Linked DNA regions of Macaca mulatta: region 1 is linked to region 2. The links are chromatin contacts, called in public Hi-C maps. All regions are on one chromosome and are shown on one strand. Each heading gives the region's core, a stretch centred on a gene start, on an enhancer-like site or on the middle of the called end of the contact. The rest is flanking DNA. Distances are from core to core; before and after follow the strand shown.

Region 1 (4,633 bases), core at 659-3,158, 190 kb before region 2:
AGACAAAAGCAAAATATCTCATTAGGCATCATCTCCGCCAAGGTTCCCACTAGGCAGGAAAGGATTTTTATCTAAAGTAATTACCCTTTTTAGTTAAATACACTCAACAGATGAAATTTACACAGAGAGTGAGAGACTGCAGCACTAGACAGCGAAGGTGAAACCAGGAACGCCGCGTCTCGCCGTCCGCGGGCCCGCCGGGAGGGTGCGGGTCCATCTCGCGTTCGCGGGTGGGGCGCCCCGGTCCCTCTCTTTTCCCAGCGGCTACGGGTCACGGCGACGGCGGTGACCTGGCGGCAGGCTGCGAGACGCGCCTCCTTGGGCCACAGACAAACCACCCCGGCAGCGGCCGCGCCAGAACTTCCCTCAAGTTGCCAAACTCGCCTACGCGCGGGAGAGTGCTGGGGATGCCCCGCGCGCCCGCGACCCCGGAAGCCAGGAGTGTGCCGCCCCTTCACACTCAATCCCGGCCTTGCCCGCTTCCCCTCACGGTCCGAGTTCCTGCAAATCCTCGGCCAGACTGAGGTCGCGGAGATGCTCGCTCCAGTCTCTCCCCCCGTGGGCACCTGGGGTAGCCCGTGAGCGCCGCCCGCCGCCGTCTCCAGCGGCGCCGGGCTCCCGAACACCCGCCGGGTGAGGGAAGCACAGCGGGGCCACGGAGCGCCTCGGCGCGGGGACGGGGAGGGCAGTGTCCCCTTCATAAACCAGTCTCCTGTGTGAAGCTTCTGGGGCTTGGAGACTGGAGTGTAGGGTGTGTGTTGCACTTTGACTTTATGCAGGATCTGTGGGAGAGGGGGTGCAAGGTTTCCCTCTCAGAAGCCTGGAGCCCTTAGGTCTTAGCTACTCGGGACGCTTTCCGACAACCCGATCTTTCGCTAGGAGAGATTCGACCCAGGTCTGCGCCGCGAGGCCCCCAGCTCGCCTCCTCCTGCGACCCTAAACTTGGGCTTTGATTCCCCGCCGGTCGCGGTGGTCCGGGCCACCCGGCGGCGGCTGACAGCTGAGCGCAAAGGCGCCGCGGCCAAGGTCCTAGCGGAGCAGCCCGGGGCGCGCACGCCGGGGGTTAAGGAGGAGGCCGCCCGACCTTGCGCGGGGATCGCGGGCTGGGGGTCGGGGCACCCGGGCCTCCCTGGGTCGGAGGCAGGGCCGCGGGTCTGACAGCTGCTGCGGCTCGCGCAGACGCGCGCCTCCCTGCAGCCCGCCCTCCCCACGCCTGACTTATTACCCTCTGCTCCTCCTCCCCCTGCTGTTCCAAAACACCCTTCGACGCCAACAAAATACAATGCCGCCTCAGCCGCCGTAAACAGCCGGGCGGGAGAGCGCATATTCAGCGCGGCGCGGCCGCCGGCTCGGCTCCCACCCCCTTAGCGTTCCTAGAAAATGCCATAAAAGCGGGCAGGGCGCGGGGAGGGCGGCTGCGCGCCCGGCGGCAGGGTCTCCCTTCCCGCGCCGCTTCCCCACGCCTCCCCGCCCGCTCGCTCCCCCCGCAAACTTGCCCCGCCACCCCGCCCGGCGCCGGGGCCCGGGGTCCGGGGCCCGGGACTCACCTCGCCGGAGAACTTTGCGTCCTTTTCCGCCTCCTCCGCTCCGCGTCTTCCCGGCTCGCAGCCCCCTCCCGGCAGCCGGCGAGGTGGGCGGTTCGGGGGTCACCGAAAGCTCGCGGAGAGGACGCGCATCACATGGCAGCTCGTTCCCAGCCCCCCGAGTGCGCCGGGAAGGGGGAGGGGAAGGGGCGAGGGGAGGCCGGGGAGAAAGCGAGAGCGGGGCGGCGGCTGGAGTGGGCAGGCGGGGTGGCGAGGGCGGCGGCCGCTCACGTTAGCGCTGTGCGACCGCAGCCCAGGCGTGCACGGCCGCTGCTGCTGCCGCTGCTGCTGCTGCTGCTGAGGCGGCGGCGGCTCGGCGCTGTTTGCTCCGCGCGGCGCGGCTCGCGCTCTCCCCGGAACGCCCACACTCTCAATCGCTACATTGTTGACATTCGGCGCTGACGTCACCCGCTCCCCATTCACAATAACTTTACGGGAGCCGGGCAGCGCACCTCCCCGGCCGCTGGGGCGCGGTACGCCCGGCGACTAGCGTAAGCCGCTCCGCGAATGGCGCTCCGGGGGCTGGGGCGGGGGGCGGGGGGCGGGGGCGGGGGCGGGCGCGCGCGCTCCGCCGGCTCGCGGGAGGGGGCGCGCCTCACGCCGCCGCCGCCGATCTCCCCGCTTTGTGCGGCCGCGCGGCCCGGAGAGCCCCCTCCTCCCGGCCCGGCTGACCGCCCCGGTCTGCCTGGCCTTCCTGGCCGCGAAAGACGAGGGTTGGGGCCATAGCAGAGTGAGAGTGGTGGTGAGTGCTGGTGTGGCACGTGGGTAGGGTCCAGAGCCCTAGGTGCTGCACCTGGGGAAGGAGAGCAGACATCGAGACCTGGGATCCCAGGGTTAGCTAGCGTTTTCCCCGAGGGGCAAGAAAAGATGCTCCACTGGCCACCACAAAGCTGACCGGACTCACTTTTGGGTGGGGACCGGGCGAGTAAAAGCAGCCTTTTGAATGTTGACTTCTGAATGCTTTTCAGGAGGCCCTCCGCCTGCCCCACTGAGCGAACCTTAAGCCCTCAAGCCAGTGTTTTTGGAAAAAGAGCGGTCAATTTCAGGACATTAAAAGCCAACCTCCCCGGCTTCAGCCCCAGCTGCTACTGCCTTCCAGCCACTCTCCCCTGCCTTTCCTTTCTGCGGCTCTTAGGGTGTTGTTACTGCCCTTAAAGGCCATCGTGTGAGTGCCCTGTCAGAAGAAAGCTTGGTGGTGGCTAGGATTTTACAGAAGGTAATTAGGATTTAGGCTGAATGTACATTTGCAATAAAGTAAGGTTGTGTTAGTGTTGTGCTGGTGCCTGCAACTTTACCTCTTGCCAAGGCCAGAAAATTCTGCGACGTTTCCCTAAACACCTATAACTTGGCCCTCTTGTGTACAGGCAGTATTCCATATTATTACATGTGGTGCTGATTTTTAATGAATATTATAAAACTTTGGCTCGCTCTACTGAGAGAAGGATCATAAATCCCCCCTGTAAAACGGGCACTGGCATATGCTGAGGAAGCAGTGAAGCGTCGCCCTGGGAGTCTTGTGATATCATCTTAAGTGTTGCTCTGAACCACCTTCATTTGAGGGCAGAGTTTTGAAAGGCCCCATTTGGAATGTCTGTGTGGAAAGCTAAGTGATGGCTGAAAGCAAGCTGAAGGTGCTGAGCTAATTTTTCTAACACCACTGCACCCGACTGTGAGATTTTCTCTGCTAACCGACCCCACCTTCAGATAAGGAAAAGTCCTAAAGCTAGGAGTAGCCCTCAGTCTCCTGACCTCTGGTCTGGTGCCCCCTAGGACAAAACACTCTGCTTCTGAGGTCCCTGCCTGACCCCTGGCAAGGACAGAGTACAAATTCCTGGTCTGCCCTGGCTAGGCCGTTTCTTATAGTCTTATGGATGGTTCTGTTTCACATTCCTCATTCTTGTAAGTATGTGTTGGTGAGATAACTTTATGCATTTTAGTAGCAGCAATAAATGTTTTTCTCACAATAAGGGATGCTTGAGAGCATCCCTATGAGAGTGGTGTAGATTCATTTATTTTCAAGCAAGCCGTGGCTGCCCAGCTGTGAGTGGAGTTGGGCACATCAGCGTGGGGGTGGTTGAGGAGGGAAATGCGGCTGCCAGCTGATCTCCCACCTCCATTCTGGATTCTACAAGCTGATCTTCTCAGATGGATACAACAAAGGCTAACAGGTCATTTCAGTTAGTCCGCTTGCTTAAAGACTCAGACTGGAGCTTTTTCACTTTGAGATTTTCAAGCATGAGGTGGGACATCAAATAGAGATGAAAAATCCTAATACACCCGTGATAGGTTGCATCATCCAGTCATTCAAGGAGGCTGGATTAGGAGTAGTTAGCCTCTCTGGTTACATCCAGTTCTGCAATCATGCACCTCTGTGGCTGTAAGACGAAATCTTTGCTTTAGGTAAGCTTTGAAGTCTAGTAGTGAGTTCATTTTTCTACTTTATTTTTGGTAGTTAGAAGTGGGTTATTTGAATTCGAGTCTGCAAAAAAATATATATTCAGAATTGTGTGAAATGAAAATGGTAAGTCAGGCCGGGCGTGGTGGCTCATGCCTGTAATCCCAGCACTTTGGGAGGCTGAGGCAGGCGGATCACAAGGTCAGGAGATCGAGACCATCCTGGCTAACATGGTGAAACCCCATCTCTACTAAAAATACAAAAAAGTAGCTGGGCGTGGTGGCGGGAGCCTGTAGTCCCAGCTACTGGGGAGGCTGAGGCAGGAGAATGGCGTGAACCTGGGAGGTGGAGCTTGCAGTGAGCTGAGATCACACCACTGCAGGCCAGCCTGGGCGACAGAGCGAGACTCCGTCTGAAAAATAAATAAATAAATAAATAAATAAATAAATAAATAAATAAATAAAATAAAAAGGTAAGTCAAGTACTAGACACTCATTTAACAGTACTGCTGTAGAGGCTGGGCTGTGGACAGCCTTAACACCTCCATCATGAGTTTGCATGGCCACTCCTGGGCTTGTGGTGCTGCTCTGGCACTTTAGGTGTTTACGATGTGAAACAGATGCAGGTCCTTCCCTCTGTATAATCATGGCAGTAA
Region 2 (4,175 bases), core at 611-3,110:
CGTTCCAGCTTGGGCAACGAAATGAGACCCTGCCTTTAAAAAAGAAAACAGGAGAGAGCCATTGACTTGCCAAGTTTTTATTTTGCCAGGGGACATCATTAAGATATAAATCAACTTCCACTGCTCCCTAAGGGAAACATTTTAGTCATGAAGAAATAGAAAGGACAGAATCTCAAAACAAGCAATTATCTTGTAAACCCCAAATGTAGCTTTATGAAAAACTTACCACACTGTCCTTTTGTGCCCATTTTGATGCAGACCAGTGAAAGAATCATCATGAACAAGCATTTGGGAAATAAACCTAGAGGAAGATTTATAATTCCAGGTTGTGTTTCCATGAGTGAAATTAAGATAATTGATCTTGCGGTATGTTATTTTCAAAATGAATCTAAGAGCTAAGTAAAGTTTCAGTCCAGAGGCACAAAGAAGAAACAGGGATTGCCATTTGATAAAACTAACTGCTGTGGTCTGAATGTTCCCCAGATTCGTGTGTTGAAACTTAATCTCTACTGCATTGTCTTAAGAGGTGGGGCCTTTGGGAAGTGGTTAAGTTGTGAGGGCTCCACCCTCATGAAGAGTTTAGTGCCTTATAAAAGGGTTGGAAGGAGCCAGCTTAGACTCCTCTGTTGCTCTTCCACCACGTGACAACACCTAGATGGCCTCATCTATGAGGAAGGAATGAGCCTTCATCAGACACTGAACCTACCAGCACCTTGATCTTGGACTTCCCAACCTCCAGAACTGGGAGAAATAAATTCCTTTTCTTTATAAATTACCCAGTCTCAGGTATTTTGTTATAGCAGCGGAAATGGACTAGGACACTCACTAAGATGAGGCGAGCACACAGGAATCACTGCATATGTACTGGGTGTGTTGCTGAGCCACCTCCCTCTTCATCTGCGCCACCTCAGCCTTCTGTTTGTCAGGATCAAAACTGATGATTGCTAAGCCTCCTTGGCCCTAGGGATGGGGTCGTTGAGCTGAACCTCTCCTGAACCAGGCCTGTCGGAACTGCATTCAGGTTCCAGGCTGGTGGGGAGGGTCAGCTCACGCTCTCCCTCCTGCCATCTTGCTTGACCTCACCAAAGAATTCTGAACCAGAACACGGGTGTGCAACCTTCTGTGGCAGAGATGGGTGAAGTGAGATGCTATGCCCTGTTAAACGATGTGCTAAACACTAATATCGTGAGTCAAATTCTAACCTTCAATTAGAGAGCCCTGATTTCAAATTCTGGGGTTTGGGCAAGTCACTTCACCTTTCTAATATTCAGCCTTCTTGTTTGAAAATCAGGCCATTTGAACACCTACCTCTTAAAGCCATTGTGAGATTAAACCAGATAATCTACATAAAGTATATAATGTAGCACTTACTGTGTGTCCAATGTGCATTAACTAATATTAATAACATTGGTGCAGGGTGCTCCTTTCTAGAGGCAAGCAGGCTGGATCATCCTAAAAGATGCTTTGAGATGTGTGCTGAACATCATGTTTTGGAAGAAATTTGCTGCTAGTAAATCCCTACCTCTGAGTCTCTGATTTCCTTTTAACAGCGCGTACTCTACGGCTGGTCACAACGTGGAAGGAACTGGAGTGTTTGCAGCCTGAGGAGTTGCTTCTGTAGAGGAGATCTGAAGTGTCGCCTTCTGGATCCGAGAGGCCCTGCTTATTCATAAGGATGGAAATGACTTGGTATTTAAACGGTGGGGAGTCCAGTTAAGCTCTTCTCTCATTCACTATATTCAAGATCCCAGAGTAGGTATCTCCCCAGCAAAACTACACAGCCTCTCGTGAGGCTGGAGAGCACAGAGAAAACTCCAGATTACCAAATACACTGACAGCGACACCACACACTGGAGCTGTGCGATGACTCACCCTGCCCGGGTAAGAAAACTCTCCCGTCACTGCTGAGAGCAGGCAACGTTAAGGGGTCCTTGGAAGGCTGTGCTTGTACTGCCACCTAGTGGTTAAAAAAAGTAAGGCCCGCTCTGGGAAGGGTCCTGGATCCCATAGTCCGAGCTATGCAGTCAATCATTAAGTCAGCATCTTCCTCATGAAAATTTAATAAGATGAATATGTTATTGAAAACTTGGCATGCTAATTTCCTAATTTAATTTCATCATTCCCCCAACAAAGCACTGAAAAGTTTGTGAGAGTCAAAACAGAGTGAAGAGCACCAGCCTAGGGGTTCAAAGTCTCCTTTGAGTGACAACTCCCAGTGTAACTTGGAGGAAGTGGCTTAAACCTTCTGTTTTCTCTAGGAAAAAAATGGAAGTTAATTCCCCAAGTGTACCTCTCAGTAAATGGTTGTGAGGTTGAAATGTGGAGACACTTGTTCTCCTCTTTCTAGCATGCTGCTTCCCTGGCCCCATGTTCTCTGGCTTCTAAGCACACGTTCTTTGCATTTCTTTTTAATTTCTGAATTTGAGCGAAATAGTCTCTGTCTCTGGAGACCCTTTGGTTTCAGAACGTGGGTTTGTTCCCGTGAATCAACTGCTCCAGGAATATCAAACAGTGCTTACATGGGCCCGTTCTCTGTGGGTGCTTTTCTCCTTGACATAGCAACAGTTACACCAGCTCTGCCCCCAAATGTGCCAAGCTCTTGATACACAAAATTTGGGTGTTGTGTTGAAGTGATAGGTTCAAGATCCTAAGGGTCAATAGTCTGTAAACCTACTGTTAGAGAATTTTAAACTTCTCTAGTGTGGTGTGTGAGCGCAAAGGGGCATAGGACGGGAACTCTGAAGACCTTGGTCTACTCTCCAGTGCCCTTTGATTCTGGGCTCCTCACTTAACATCAGCACCCTCATCTGTAAAATGGGACTATATAATAAGAACTTCTCAGGATCGTTAAGGCGATCCAGTGAGGTAATGTTTGAGACAGTTATGTGTAAAACAGAGAGGCCCATACTGGTGTTAGTTACTGTCTTTATGATTGTTCCCTCATTTGGCACCTCTTCTATAGCAATTACGGTACTGGATTTGGGGTAACCACCATTACCTCAGGTTTACCAGGTGTATGCGTTTCCCCCCGCAAGATTTACTGTATTTAAACAATTGATGGATCCACCTACTATCATTATTTGAAGATGATGTAGTCACAGCCTATGTGGTTTTGTGAGCCAGCAAAGAATAGTTTAATGGTTCAATTAGCTCCTTGAGGAGATACATGGTGGTTGAGATATGCCAAATAAGCAGCATGCAACCTCTGTGGGGAGAAAAGAAGTCAGCCGACTTCTTGTGAAGACACAGCTTCCTGCAGAGCCAGATGTAGCTCGCATTTTCCTCTTGCTTGTTCCCAATAGCAGTGCTCAGGGGGGATAAACTTTACTTAACCTAATTAATTTTAATCACAGCTTTCAAATCTCATACTGTGAAAAGAATTACAAATTGGAATACATTAATAGAAGCCATAGTTTATGCTGCAAGCTAATCATGAAATGTGCATTTACATTTTCTGCATGAGTTTGCAATTACCATTAAAATAAAATTCCGTTATGTCCTTTTAAATTACCAAAATGTGAAGAGCAGATTGAGCCAGGCCCATTTTTGTGCTACATTACTAGACGAGTGTCTAAATTCCCAAGAATTAGACGACTTCCTCCCTTTGAGTTGCAGTGAGGAATGATTTCCAGTTGTCTGCCTTGGGCAATTTCCGTTTTTAAATAATAATCTTTTAAACTGATTGTGCAAACATCTCATCCACTTTAACAAGAAGCCCTTTAAATGTAGTACAGAGAAGAAATTTTATGTATATATAAAAATTACGTGTGTATACATACATATATCTACATATGAATGATATATGCATGTAAGTTTTCATTTAAGTTCCATGTAAACTTTTATGGAGGTATACATGGAAGTAAATGCCAGCTGGTTCCCCAGAGAATCTGAGGCATTTAGAGGAAACACAGAAGGTATAAAAATAAAGCTTTAATAAAGAGTTAGTGCCCAAATTAGAATAGAATGGCAAGACGTCTGCAAAGTCAGCATGGCTTTTACTTGTGGAGGACGTGGCCATTTTGCCCCTCTTTCACATGTATCATGTTGCTCGGTCCTCACAGCAGTGATCCTGAGGTGGGCAGCACAGGTGTGATTTGATTGTCCCCATTTTACAGATGATGAGACTGAGAGCACATCAGTGAGGAGCAGTGTGGGTCTTTCAACTCCAGGCGGAG

The links. Hi-C and Micro-C count contacts between places; a contact is called where the count stands out from the background.
Region 1: a contact with region 2 is called in a Hi-C map of fetal cortical plate, with 3 times the contacts expected there. The contact joins the promoter of BACH2 here to the enhancer-like site in region 2. A contact is called at or near these places in 5 of 14 Hi-C or Micro-C datasets (CD4 T cells, blood, fetal cortex germinal zone and 2 more).

The regions. Positions count from the first base shown.
Region 1 is chr4:95,678,305-95,682,937 of T2T-MMU8v2.0, reverse strand. It overlaps BACH2 (BTB domain and CNC homolog 2), which reads right to left and starts at 1,908. Exons shown (of 7, transcript XM_015136935.3): 1 at 1,548-1,908.
Region 2 is chr4:95,488,491-95,492,665 of T2T-MMU8v2.0, reverse strand. No RefSeq gene overlaps it. Among named protein-coding and RNA genes, the nearest start is that of MAP3K7, 110 kb to the right of the region's middle. Within about 2 kb of position 1,860, at least 28 of the 40 cell types and tissues checked have an H3K27ac peak or open chromatin away from gene starts, as enhancers often do. A contact at or near this core is called in CD4 T cells, fetal cortex germinal zone and fetal cortical plate, where this site is marked.